Linked DNA regions of Sus scrofa: regions 1 and 2 are each linked to region 3. A link is a contact called in public Hi-C and HiChIP or PLAC-seq data. All regions are on one chromosome and are shown on one strand. The core of a region is the stretch at or near the end of the contact, and the rest is flanking DNA. Distances in the headings are between cores, read along the strand shown. Region 1 overlaps PARP16 (mono [ADP-ribose] polymerase PARP16). Region 2 holds the start of PARP16 (mono [ADP-ribose] polymerase PARP16). Region 3 holds the start of CLPX (ATP-dependent Clp protease ATP-binding subunit clpX-like, mitochondrial).

What was found. Hi-C and Micro-C count contacts between places; a contact is called where the count stands out from the background. HiChIP or PLAC-seq counts read pairs in DNA pulled down with a chosen protein or histone mark.
Region 1: a contact with region 3 is called in a Hi-C map of omental adipose tissue, with 1.7 times the contacts expected there. The contact joins the enhancer-like site here to the promoter of CLPX in region 3. A contact is called at or near these places in 4 of 5 promoter capture datasets (fetal liver, fetal skeletal muscle, liver and 1 more), 23 of 47 Hi-C or Micro-C datasets (adipose tissue, alveolar macrophages, brain and 13 more) and 2 of 2 datasets of contacts at active chromatin or transcription factors (alveolar macrophages and skeletal muscle).
Region 2: an H3K27ac HiChIP or PLAC-seq map of alveolar macrophages shows a contact between it and region 3. The contact joins the promoter of PARP16 here to the promoter of CLPX in region 3. A contact is called at or near these places in 4 of 5 promoter capture datasets (fetal liver, fetal skeletal muscle and liver), 7 of 47 Hi-C or Micro-C datasets (alveolar macrophages, embryonic fibroblasts, fibroblasts and 2 more) and 2 of 2 datasets of contacts at active chromatin or transcription factors (alveolar macrophages and skeletal muscle).

The regions. Positions count from the first base shown.
Region 1 is chr1:163,290,631-163,294,817 of Sscrofa11.1, reverse strand. It overlaps PARP16 (mono [ADP-ribose] polymerase PARP16), which reads left to right. Exons shown (of 4, transcript XM_021100127.1): 4 at 653-2,040. The coding sequence ends at 788. Among named protein-coding and RNA genes, the nearest start is that of PARP16, 27 kb to the left of the region's middle. Within about 2 kb of position 1,732, at least 13 of the 83 cell types and tissues checked have an H3K27ac peak or open chromatin away from gene starts, as enhancers often do. A contact at or near this core is called in adipose tissue, omental adipose tissue, retroperitoneal adipose tissue and 2 more, where this site is marked.
Region 2 is chr1:163,317,683-163,321,993 of Sscrofa11.1, reverse strand. PARP16 (mono [ADP-ribose] polymerase PARP16) reads left to right here and starts at 1,947. Exons shown (of 4, transcript XM_021100127.1): 1 at 1,947-2,769. The coding sequence starts at 2,596.
Region 3 is chr1:163,220,737-163,225,118 of Sscrofa11.1, reverse strand. CLPX (ATP-dependent Clp protease ATP-binding subunit clpX-like, mitochondrial) reads left to right here and starts at 3,052. Exons shown (of 14, transcript XM_021100084.1): 1 at 3,052-3,378. The coding sequence starts at 3,300.

The DNA.
Region 1 (4,187 bases), core at 483-2,982, 71 kb before region 3:
CTCCTACTTGTACACACAAGTGGTTTCCAGCCTTCAGGATTCAATAAACTTGTAAAATCTTACCCCTTAGATCTGGGAAATAGGCACAAGGTTCCTAAGTTTGGGGGACATTATCCTTTGGTTTAAAATCATCTGGCTCTTTCTACTTGAAAATTCCATTTCTTTCCCACTCCTTCCTGGAGTGTCTCTAGTGCACACTTGCATGGTTTAGATCATCTCCCAGTGGGCCAGAGAGGATTTCCCCTGCTCAAAATGATATCTGTGCATGTCTGAAAGTGAAAAGCCTTTTGCTAAGTACCCTGCACCTGCTGCCATCTGGTCAGACACCATTAGCAAGGTCATCCTTCTAGATACCAAAGTCTTGCTTAAGAAAAGACGGGTTACAAGAGGTACAAGAGGAGCTATAAAAGAAAAGATCAGGATGAGCTCATTGCATAGCTGTCTTTGTACATTTAGAAAATGTTCTGGTGAAAGGCGTGTCAGCATCAGGGCAAACAGTCCCAGATTTTTTGAGTGAAGGAGCACGCACAAAGCTTCATTTCATGGCTCAAATTCATCATTTCATCTTCTTTGAGCCAGAAGTGGTTGCATACACTTTGAAAAAATGTTTTTCTCTTTGTTCCAACATCACTCTTTTTTCCCCCTGACGCAGGGCCTCAAGCCAGCTCTCCTGGGTTTCCAGCCATTGGTTTACGGTCATGATATCCCTGTATCTGCTGCTGCTGCTCATAGTGAGTGTCATCAACTCCTCAGCTTTCCAACACTTTTGGAATCGCGCGAAGAGATAATCCTTCTGGGCTTGGTGTCGGGGCCATTTCAACCATGTGCCTTACGGTAACTTGCTCCAAACCTCCCGTGCCCCTTGTCCAGCCAGGTTGAGCCTGGGGACAGGTTGGGGACCAACCACAGGACAGTTTTCACATGCCATAAATGTATCCATTGCCTTTGATGATGCTCTCAGCCACACTCTAGTCAATGGAGGTCACTGATCCCTCACTCAGGTTTGGGGGGAGATCTCCTTCTGCTTCTTCCTAAACAGTCTTAGGGAGTTGGCTTTTTTTGCCAGGGCCAAAGGAGAAAGTCCTGCCGTATTTAAAAACAAAGTGTCCAGGCTGTCAGTGGGGTGTTTACAATCGCTTCTGGCGGACACTGGCCTTTTCTCTAATGCCTTCTGGAAGGCAGAAAATGTGTAGTGGGGACTATAAATCACTAGGCTGTTGCCTTGTTTTGACTTGAGACACCCAAGAGGAACAGTCATGTTTCTCATAAAAATCGGTGGGATCGTTCTGAATTCCATCAGCCTTTGTATGTGAGTGCAAAACACTTTCACAGTTTTCTCACATCGACAAACAGCCTTCTGCTACAGCTGTAACCCCTCTGCCCGGACCATGGATGAGAAAGGAAGGAGTCAGAAACCTGATAAAAAACAATGAGCAACTCAAGTTGTCTCTCTCTAAAAATTACCTACTACTGATGACAGCTGAGACGGAACCAAATGTTTGTTTTCTGATTTTAAAAAAAGCAAAACAAAACAAAAAACACAACTCTGACAAATTCGTCTTTGTGAGCTGAGTAAAAGGGGAAATTTCTAAACCCAGAGCACCACTTGGCCCGTGTTTGCAGCCTCTTTCCTGGCCGTGTTTTAGGGAGGAGGATTTGAGCGGCAGGCCTGCCTCCTGCACTCGTTCTCACAAAGCTGCCGTGATTGCAGCTTGCCAGCCTTTGGTGCCACACTGCACGCCTTCTGTGGGCGGCTGGCCTTTGAGACAGGCCTGCGTCTCTGGGACTCGGCCTGGCTTTACACGTGCGGGAAAAGCCTCAGGCTGCTCAGAGAGCTGCAGTTCTACCTGCTGTGTTTGCTGCCCCTCCTTCCTGTACCATGTCAGCCGTCATGGAACCCTATGTGATTTGGGTGATTTCTGTAAAGGTGGAAAGTCATTTTTCTATAATTTGTAAAGTTGTGAAAAAGCCACTATCATGGTTTTTACATTGAATATTGGAACATTTCAGAAATAATAAAGGTATTTTCCTAATTTCCAAGTTGTCTTTGTGAACTGCTTTTAGCCTCAAGCGCAAGGCTGCCATGTATTCACTGGTTGAAAAATCTTTTTTTTTTTTTTTTTTTTTTTGTCTTTTTGCCATTTCTTGAGCCGCTCCCGCGGCATGTGGAGGTTCCCAGGCTAGGGGTCAAATTGGAGCTGTAGCTGCCAGCCTACGCCAGAGCCATAGCAACGCAGGATTCGAGCCGCGTCTGTGACCTACGCCACAGCTCACGGCAACGCCAGATCGTTAACCCACTGAACAAGGGCAGGGATCGAACCCGCAACCTCATGGTTCCTAGTCGGATTCGTTAACCACTGCGCCACGACGGGAACTCCTGAAAAAATCTTATCATTGCCTTCCTTCCTTGTTTGAGGTGGATGTTTGCTAGAGAGCATATTTCCCCACGATATCTGTAGGCATTGGATTTCTTTCTTTCTTTCTTCTTCTTATTTTGCTTCTTTGGACTGCACCTTCGGCATTTGGAAGTTCCCAGGCTAGGGGTCAAATCAGAGCTGCACCTGCCAGTCTATACCATAGGTACAGCAACACCAGATCCGAGCATGTCTGTGACCTACACCACAGCTCACAGCAATGCCAGATCCCTGACCCACTGGGCAAGACCAGTGATCAAACCTGCATCCTCATGGATACGAGTTGGACTCGTTTCTGCTGCACCACAATGGGAACTCTGGCACTGGGTTTCTAGTCATTGATTTAGCAAATGTGCACACTTGCTGTGTGCCAGGCACTGGAAATAGGAGCAGGAGCAGGTCAGATTGCCCCTGTCCTCATGGAATTGGCCATCTAGCAAGGTGGGTAAATGGACAAACATTCTCAGGAGTGCGGTTGGCATTCTATGGCATTGTGAAGGAGTTTTGGAAAACACTTGGCAAGGAATCTTCACATGGTCTGGGTGACACATGTAGCACTACAGGGCACCTTACTTGTACTGATTTCTTTAATCCTCACAACAGGTGAAAAAGTGAAGTTCCAGAGAGTTTAACAGCTTGCCCAGGGTTCCATGGCTAGGAAGTGGCGAGCTGAGAGTTGAACCTCGCAGACTGGTTTCAGTGTCAGTTTCATAACTCCTGTGCTGTACATCCCCCTGGGCTCCCAGGAAGGGTGATGTTCAGCTGAAATCTGAAAGAGCCAGCTGTGTTAGGCTCAATCATGGAGGAAGAGGATTTCAGGCAGTGCAGACAGCACATGCAAAAACCTAGAGTTCTTTCTCGAGAAGCTAGAAGTAGGAGTGTCAGAAAGGATGGGGCTGTGGTGAGAAATGGAGCTGAAAAAGTGTGCAGGGGCCAGATCATGGAAGACTTTAAAAGTGGTGGGCTGGGAACAGCCATTGGGATTTTAAAAAAATTTTATTATTTTTATTTTTATTAAAATATAATTGATTTAGGAGTTCCTGCCGTGGCTCAGTGGTTAACACACCCAACTGGTATCCATGAGGACTCAGGTTCGATCCCTGCCCTTGCTCAGTGGGTTAAGGATCCAGCATTGCCGTGAACTGTGGTGTAGGTTGCAGACCCACCTTGGATCCCTTGTTGCTTTGGCTTCGGAGCAGGCTGGCGGCTACAGCTCTGATTCGCCCCCTAGCCTGGCAACCTCCATATGCCTCAGGTGCGGCCCTAAAAAAGACAACAGAAATATAGTTGATTTACAATGTTATGTCAATTTCTGCTGTACAGCAAAGTGACCCAGTCATACATATATATATACACACACACACGTATATACATATATACACATATATACATATACACACACACATATTTATATGTATATACATATACTGTCCTTTTTCTTTCTTTTTTTGCTGCCTTGTGGCATGTGGAGTTTCTTGGTCAGGAATCAGATCTGAGCTGCAGTTGTGAATGCTGGATTCTTTTTTTTTTTTTTTTGTCTTTTTAGGGCCATACCTGTGGCATATGGAGAGTCCCAGGCTAGGGGTCCAATTGGAGCTACAGCTGCCAGCCTATGCCACAGCCATAATGATGAGGAATCCGAGCTACACCTGTGACCTACACCAAATCTCACAGCAACGCTGGATCCTTAACCCACTGAGCAAGGCTAGGGATTGAACCCGCAACCTCATGGTTCCTAGTCAGATTCTTTTACACTGTGCCACGAGGGGAACT
Region 2 (4,311 bases), core at 698-3,197, 98 kb before region 3:
GTATTCTTTCTTTCCTGAATTCCCTCAGGACTCACCAGCCCACCCTTCCAAGTGACTTCATTCATAAGTGACCATGACAACTTTTGTCCATTTAACTACAGCCCAGGAGGCCGTATTTCAGATAGCTCTCAAATAGCCCCAAAGAGGAAAGGGGAATATCAAGATATATGTGAGGAAGGGGAAGGTGCGTGCAGCCGTGCACACATGTTACCAAGTTTGCTGCTGGTCTCATGAAAGTTACTACTAGTCACGAGGAGCAGACATCACCATGAAGGGTTTTAGTGTCTTTCTAGATATGAGGAGATGCAAGAAGTGGGCTCATAAAATCTCCTAAAATATCTGAAGACCTGCTCTTCCAGTTTTCCCAGAGCTCAGAGTGCCTCACTCCTGGTCTCCACCCTGAGCTCCACCAGGGGTGTGTGTGTGTGTATTAGGACCCCAAAAAAGGCTCTTGGCAAGTTGTGTTTGAGAGGTCAGAGACTTGAGCAGTGCAGAGAATTCTAGAGGCTGAAAAGCAGAGGAAAGGTCATTTGGCTTTCAGGATCCCAGATTCACGCAGTTCAGCTGGGGGACCTTGGGAATTACAGCAGCACTCTTGAGAATCACTTGCCTTGAGTGTTAGATAGCTCCCTCTGTTGCCAAAACTCAGGCCTCAGTCCACTGGAGCTGAATAGAAACATGAGAAAGGAGAAAGAAATAGCTTTATTGGGAGTTCCCGTCGTGGCGCAGTGGTTAACGAATCCGACTAGGAGCCATGAAGTTGCGGGTTTGACCCCTGCCCTTGCTCAGTGGGTTAAGGATCCGGCTATTGCCATGAGCTGTGGTGTAGGTCGCAGACGTGGCTCAGATCCCGCGTTGCCGTGGCTCTGGCAGCTACAGCTCAGATTCGACCCCTAGCCTGGGAACCTCCATATGCTGCGGGAGCGGCCCAAGAAATGGCAAAAAGACAAAAAAAAAAAAAAAAGAAAGAAATAGCTTTATTGCTTTGCTGGGCAAAGGAGGCCACAGCAGGCTAATGCCCTAAAGGCTGTGCCCTCCTTTGGGGGAGAACAGGAAGTGGGCTTATAGTTTGGGAGTAGAAGGTAGGGCCACAGGTAAGGCTCAGGGTAGATGCAAGCTTGTATTCTTCAAATCTAGTGGCCCCAGGACTGGTGATCCTCCTCTCTAATTTTCATTTGTTGGGTGTTTTTGTTTTTTCTTTGGTCTTTTAGGGCCACACTAGCGGCATGTGGACGTTCCCAGGCTTAAATCACAGCTGCAGCAAACCATGTCTGTGGCCTACATCGCAGCTCACAGCAACACCAGATCCTTAACCCACTCACTGAGTGAGGCCGGGAATCAAACCTGTGTCCTCTTGGATACTGGTCGGGTTTGTGACCATTGGGCTACTGTGGGAACACCCTTATTGGGGGTTTTAGTTCTGCAAAAGAACTCAAAGATATTGTAATGGATATTCCTTCAAGAGAAACCTGGACACTGCCCCAAGGCTGCACTAGTTGACTGTTCTTACCTGTCTCTGCATCCCCTCACTTCCCTGATTAGCTACTGTTTGAACCTGCCCTTTAGAACTCAGGGAAAGTCATGGAAGCTGAAGCTTATTTATGGAAACCAAAAAATGGGGGACACAGAAAAGTTTGTGTGGAGGAGCCCACACGGCCCTGCTCAGTTTCTCTTGTACAGCGGTTTTTCAGAGAATCGATTCAAGTCCTAGGCAGTAGGTGGTAGCAATTCCCCAGAGAAGACCAGCAGGCTCAGCCTTGAGCTGAGACAAGGGCAAGGGAAAGAATGCCTGGCTTAGCTTTTACTCCAACCTTCCCTGAGGGTGTTCCCAAGCAGGCGAGGGCACCTCCGAGGGGGCGCACACCTCGCGCCTAGGGCTCTCCTGCGGAGGGACAGCAGACAAACTGCGCGGAGGAGGTGGCGGAGGCGGGCTCGGGAGGGGGCGGGCCCTCCCTGGGCTGGGCGGAGCTCGAGGGCGCCGGTGGCGCCAGGCAGAGGGGAGGGCCAGGCAGGTAGGCCTGGGCACGTGTTGGGGCGAGGGAGTCCCACGGGCAGGCGACACGCTGCGAGCCGCCGCGCACCGCTGGCAGAACGCAGGCAGCGCCGAGGTCAGCCTGGAGAGCGCCGGGACTTAGGCGGCGACCGTCGTAGGCGGGGCAGGAGGGTCAGCGCGGCGCCGGCCTCTCAGCCTGGCCCCGCACGGGGAGGGGGCTCGCGGTCCCCGCAGGGGCTGCTCCCCGCGCCACGTCCCTTCAGAAGGCAGGTGTCAGTACGTTATCGTCTCATCCCATGTCATAGCCCCTCCCCCAGGCCTGGGATTTCCCGGCTGCCCGGCCCCATTATCCCCAGGCCCAACCCCCGCGCCGACCCGCGGTCCCTGCCGGTTCTTCTTCTCAACTGGCCGGTCCGCCGCAGGAGACTCTGGTCAGGACGTTCTCACCCGCGTCACTTCATCCCTCTGCCTGGCTCACCCCAAGTCCGTGAACCCCGGGCCGGGTCCAGCCCATTGTCCACGGGCCCAGCTCCGCGCTGACCGCAGGCTCGGCCCTAGCCCCCACCCGGCGTGTCTCTCCCGGCAACGCGCGGCGACCCGAGATGCAACCCGCAGGCTGGGCGGCGGTCAGGGAGGCGGCGGGCCGCGACGTGCTGGCCGCTGACCTCCGCTGCAGCTTCTTCGCCTCGGCCCTGCAGAGCTACAAGCGCGACTCGGTTCTGCGGCCTTTCCCTGCGTCCTACGCCCGCCACGACTGCAAGGACTTTGAGGCCCTGGTAAGTGTGCTTTTTCCCGGCGCTGACCCGGGCGTCCCAGACCACGTTGCCCTTGGAATCCGTGTTAGTGAAGGTGCCAGCCCCAGACTTTCCTTGGGGAAAGGTTTCTAGGCGTTAAGAACACTTCTAAAGCACCAGGTGGCTGCTTCCTCTTGTTAATACAAGTGACTCCCCGGGTGAAGTGAGGAAATCAGCAATTGCATAGGCTTCCCCAAAATTTCCTAGTGTGGTCAGTAATGGGGAGTTGATTTGCGTCAGCTGATTCTGCTCAACCGGAAGTTAGTTATCCCTTTGCAAGTTATGAGACACCAGAAGTCACCAACGCCACCCAGACCTCCATCTTCAGATGAGGTAATATATGCGCAGTACTTTTGTAGATTATAACATGTACAGTATACATGTGAGCTGTTATTTCCTTGATGATTCACGAAGCACTCAATTTCTTGCAGAGTTCACCTCAGGGTCAGCATTCCAGGTATCAGTTATTTTTATAATCTAAATGTTTGGAATTATCGAGAAGAATATAACTTAACCAAATTGATTGATCAAAACCTACAATTATTAAAGACATTGAAGTAGTAGTCAAAGATTTTCCCTTAGAACTCCAGGACTACCTGGTTTCATTGGTGGGTTCTATCAGTCACTGAGGGAATAAGTAATCCAGTTTTATAGAAATTCTTCCAGAGTATTGAAAATTGGCTAGTGTAATCTTGAAATTTAATGAGATAATATCCTTTCCTGTATTATCCTTAAGAAGGATAATATCCTTAGAAAGGATAATACAGGAAAAGAGAACTGTTGGCCAATATGACTCAAGAGTATAAATATAGAAATCCTCTGTAAAATATTAGGATCCTGAAACCAGCAATATATAAAAAGAATAACTCCTTATTAATAAATTGAGTTTAATCACAGAAATGAAAAATTCGTTCAGCCTTAGAAAATCTCACTTTTTTTTTTTTTTTTTTTCCAGCCATGCCCACAGCATGTAGAATTTCTCAGGCCAGGGATCAATCCCATTGCCACAGTAGTGACTGAGCTGCTACAGTGAAAATGACAGATCCTTAATCTGCTGCACCACAAGGGAATTCCCTAGAAAATCTCTCTTTCTCTCTCTCTTTTTTTTTTTTTTTTAAGGGGCTGTACTCACAGCATATGGAGGTTCCCAGGCTAGGGATCAACTTGGAGCTATAGCTGCTGGCCACAGCCACAGCCATGCCAGATCTGAGCCTCATCTGTGACCTACACCACAACTCATGGCAACACCGTATTCTTAACCTACTGAGCGAGGCCAGGGATTGAAGCTGCAACCTCATGGTTACTAGTCAGATTCATTTCTGCTGTGCCACAATGGGAACTCCTCCCTAGAAAATCTCAATGTTATGAACCACACTAACAGAATTTGATCATGTTTAGAATCGACAGATGTTTAAAATTATCTCTGATGAGGTGGTCAGTGTTGGGTAACCCTCTTTGCTATCACTCCCAGGAGGTCAAGGGAAAAAGCCCAGCCTCCTGGCCTCTACCTAGTCCATTGCAGCT
Region 3 (4,382 bases), core at 1,803-4,302:
TGAGAATTCCTTCTGGGACACTCGATCAGTTGGAGCAACCATTGCATAAATTTGTAGAACTTGTGTCCATTAACACCTCTTTGTCAATTATAATTTGCTCTAATTTTATGTCAGATTTTCTGAAGATACCATCCTAGCTTTCTGCCACGCAGAAGTAGTTGGAAGATAAGTATTTAATTAAGTATTTACAGAATTTCTGCTATGTATTCATCCCGCATATAACGAAATACCTACCTTAAGAGAGCTCAAAGTTCAGTTGGGAATACAGGCTAAATACATAAAACATCAGCCCATAAATAAAATTACATGCTCAGTCATCCTGGGAATGATATAAGGATATATTACAGAACAGTATAATGTATTCCTATGTCATCACACCAGTGGCACATATATTTGTTTTTCTTACCTACTGCCTTATCTTCCCCACTAAAATGGAAGCTCCATGAGAGAAACTTCTTTTTAACATTTTTGGCTCATGTGGTTTCCTCAGTGCCTGGCATGTAATTGGTGCTTACTAAATTTTGTTGACTGAATGAATAAGTCAAGTTCTTAGGATATTCAGAGAAACAAAGGATTCATGGAGTGCCCCCAGAGGAGCCTTAACTATGCTTTTATTTAGCTTGCTTTATAGCAATCGGTAGATTTTAGCAAACAGTTTATTTCTACAATAAATAAGAAAATGTGTATATAACTGAAATAGAAAATGTGTATATAATTGGAATGAAAGGAATTTAAATTGGGTGTTAAGAGTCGATGAGACCCTCTAAGCTTATTGCTAGGTTTTCCTAGAATCAGTTCTTTTCAAACATTATTTTAAAACAGAACAACTATATTTTCAAACAAAATATGATAAATGAAACAGATAAAAGTAAAGCTGCTCTGGAGTTCCCACTATGGCTCAGCGGCAATGAATGTGACTATAATCTGTGAGGATGCAGGTTCGATCCCTGGCCCTGCTCCAGTGGGTTAAGGATCTGGCATTGCTCTGGCTCTGGTGTAGGCTGGCAGCTGCAGCTCAGATTCGACCCCCATCCTGGGAACTTCCATATGCCACAGGTGTGGCCCTAAAAGTTCAGAAAAAAAAAAAAAAGCAGAGCTGTTCTGAGCTCTGATTGACGTTGGGGTGGCATGGAGAAGGAGGCAGGGGAGGTCCACCCTCTTAGTTACCTCATCCCACCAAAGAGCTATCTATGGCTTCTGAGGGATTCTAAGAATACAGTTTGAAAACTGAATTGGAGGAACTTTTTTTTTCTTTTTGGCCGTCCCTTTGATGTCAAAAAGATGTTACCGGAATCGGGGTTCTTGTTCACGCAGCTGATGAGTGAACTCTGCAAACACACAGGCAGCAAGCAAGCAAAGTCTTTATTACAGGAAAGCAAATAGTTCCCAGTGCTGCCGGGAGGGGGGAGAAGAGCCCCTGTTCTCTATTGTCTTATAGGGGTTTTTAATCCCTTAAAGATGGGGGGATACCAACACGGGGTCCAGAAAGATGTTTTTTTTTTCCCATTGGCCTTGCCCAGTTACCTATATCAGTCCTTGTCCAGTAGAGGTTGTAGGGGTGTAAATTTCCTGTAAGTCTCATTGTTTCTTTGCCCTTTTTGTCCCGTAAACTGAGTCACAGTTTACCTGGGTGTGTAGGTACATTCCCTATAGTAAACAAGGCGTGTGGGGAGGTTACTCCCTGGACCTCTTAAGCCACAATGTTAATCAACAGCCATATCAAAGAAGGCATTGAGGCCCATGCTCCTACACTGACTACCTGAGTTATTATTCTGCCTTAATCTGGCCAGGGATCAGAACCATGCTGCCACCTACACCGCAGCTGAGCCAACACCAGATCCTTAACCCACTGTCTGTGCCTGGCGGGGGATTGAACCTGTGTCCCAGCGCTCTGGAGACGCTGCCGATCCCCTTGTGCCATAGCGGTAACTCCCGGAGGAACTTCAGAGTCTCTCTTCTTCAAAATTCTATTAATGATGGCAGGTAAGACCTGGGCTCTCTTTTGGTCCCTGCCCCTTTAAGGTGAGGAAGTTACCAGGAATCAGCTCCAGGAGAGACAAAAACACACATGTGTGGCCTGGAGCCAAGGCCAGTACCCCTTTTCATGGCCAGACCCAGGGAACTAGAAGCCACATTTCTCTGATCCAAGATTGATAAAGGCTAAATAACTTGACGTTGGCTTGCGTTCTCCCGGGCCCCTCCTTCCCTGCCCGCCTTGTACCCGCTCAGAACTAAAAGTCTCCAAGCTCATTCAGCAATTTCTCTGGGCTTCCGAGTTGATCAGAATTTTATATACAGAGTAAATAGTCTGTTGCCAACCGAGATGAGAAGAGAGTTTGATTCATTTGTCACCATCCTGCACCTTGTCAGCTAGCTGGTTGATCTCCTTTACAGATCCAGCGAGGAACCAGGCATGCAAACAAGGGTAACAGAAGAGAGATTAAAGAACAGTTTTTACCAGGGTGTGGTCAGGTTTAAGTGAACTGACAAAGGCGTGTAAAGCACCCAGGGACTAGAACAGCTGGAAGAGTTATCACCACTAGGCCTGAAAAAAACAAGGGAAGAGAATGGTCTTCCAACAGTTGGGAACTTGGTAAAAAACACCTCCACTTCCATGTTACAAATGAGTAATCTAAAGATAAGGAAAAGATAAGGAACATAGGATGTGGATGGGTAAGGAACTTATTGACTCTTACTGAAATGGCGGCTTTCAAAACTCCTCCTGGGGCTGGCTAAGCCACGGGTCTCACTTGGACGTACCCAGCCACCAGTCGAAAATGACCAGTTTATTGCTAGGAGTTGGGACTACTACTCCCGGCATGCATTTCTCTGCTTCTAGCGCAAACTTTTCAACGCTAGGATAAAGAGAATTGTGTGCCGGGACTTGTAGTTCCCTGCTTGGGGTGGGACGTCTCCTGGAGCGCGCTCATTGGCGCTGAGGTCACCGCCCCCTTCCCCTCGCCCTACCTCAGCGTCTCACGCACGCACACGCGTGCCCACGCCCCCTCCCTAGGCCCAGGGCGCAGGCGCGCGCACGCTCCTCGGACCCCGTAGGCGGGGCGGGGAGGGGGGCCGGGGGAGGAGGAGGGGGAAGTTGTGGGGGGGGCGAGGTGTCTATTGAGTAGAAGGCAGTGGGTTATGAAGAGCGCGAAGGCCCTGTTTTCAGGCGGGTGGACTCTGCACTGGGCCTAGAGCCGGCAGGAGGTTCCGGAGCCAAGCCAGCGAACCTTGAGAGTAGCCATCGACCGCTGAGAGCCGGAGGGCAGTAGGGGCGAAGCCCCGGCCTAAGCCGCGCGGAGATGTCGGGCTGTGGCGCTTGTACTTGCGGCGCCTCCGCCGCGCGGCTCATCACCTCGTCGCTCGCCTCCGCGCAAAGAGGTAACGAAGTAGTCCTGACCCGAGCCCTTTGCCTAGTCGCCGGCGGTGAGGATCCGGTGGAGGGCAGGAGGCTTGCCTATCCCATCCCGAGGGTGTGAGGGGGTGCGCGGCCCTTCTCCTGGCACCCCTCACTTTCCGTGTGATGGGGCTCTGCCAACCTCTGAAGCAGCTGTTTCTTACTTTTGAAGCGAGCCCCTTGTGCTCCCCCTCACGGCCGCTTTCAGGCCTTCTGACACTGGGGCCAGAATGTGCCTACTTCGCAGAAACTCTGAGCTACAGGCACAAAATACTCGGTTCGTTGAAGTGTCCCAGACCCCACTTAAAGCTCCGCCAGGTACTGCCGCTTGCCCTGGCTGCGGCTCCCCTTCCGGAGCCCGGCCGGGTGCCCCTTGGGCCTGTTGGGGACTGCGGGAAGGGCTCAGGTGAGGGGCTGCCGCGGGGGGCCGAGCCGGCGGTCTGGGACGCAGGCAGCGCGAGGCTGGCAGTGTCACAGTTGCTGTGTGGCCCCGCACACCGGGACGTAAACGGGACTCGCCGTACTTTTCAAGGCCCACAGGAAAGAGCCCGAGGAGATGGAAATTCCGCAGAAATTGTTTTTGAACTACTTAGGTGTCTCAGCAGTTGTTTGCGGATTTTCTGAACTTGACGGTGCCAAGTAGTTTTTAAGGGTGATTCTTGTTTACCTTTCTTTTCTCTTTATCGGGAGATGTGAAAGAGTGGCACTCCGGCCAAGAGATTTCCGGAAAAGAAACCATTTTTTCTCTTCCCCAAGTCTATAAATATCAGACGAGGCTAGGTCCTGCTGGGTCTTGTAACCACTAACTTGTAGACAAATTCATTTTGTTCTGGATTATCAGCTTATGATCTCTGGATTTTCAAAATGCTCCCTTTTCCTATTTTTAGCTGAATTGCGAAGTCCTTATCATTTACTAAATGTTTGTTTTTTGACCGTTTATTTCACAAAGAGGGATTAAATGATGTGTGGGCAGGAGCATTTTGTAAAA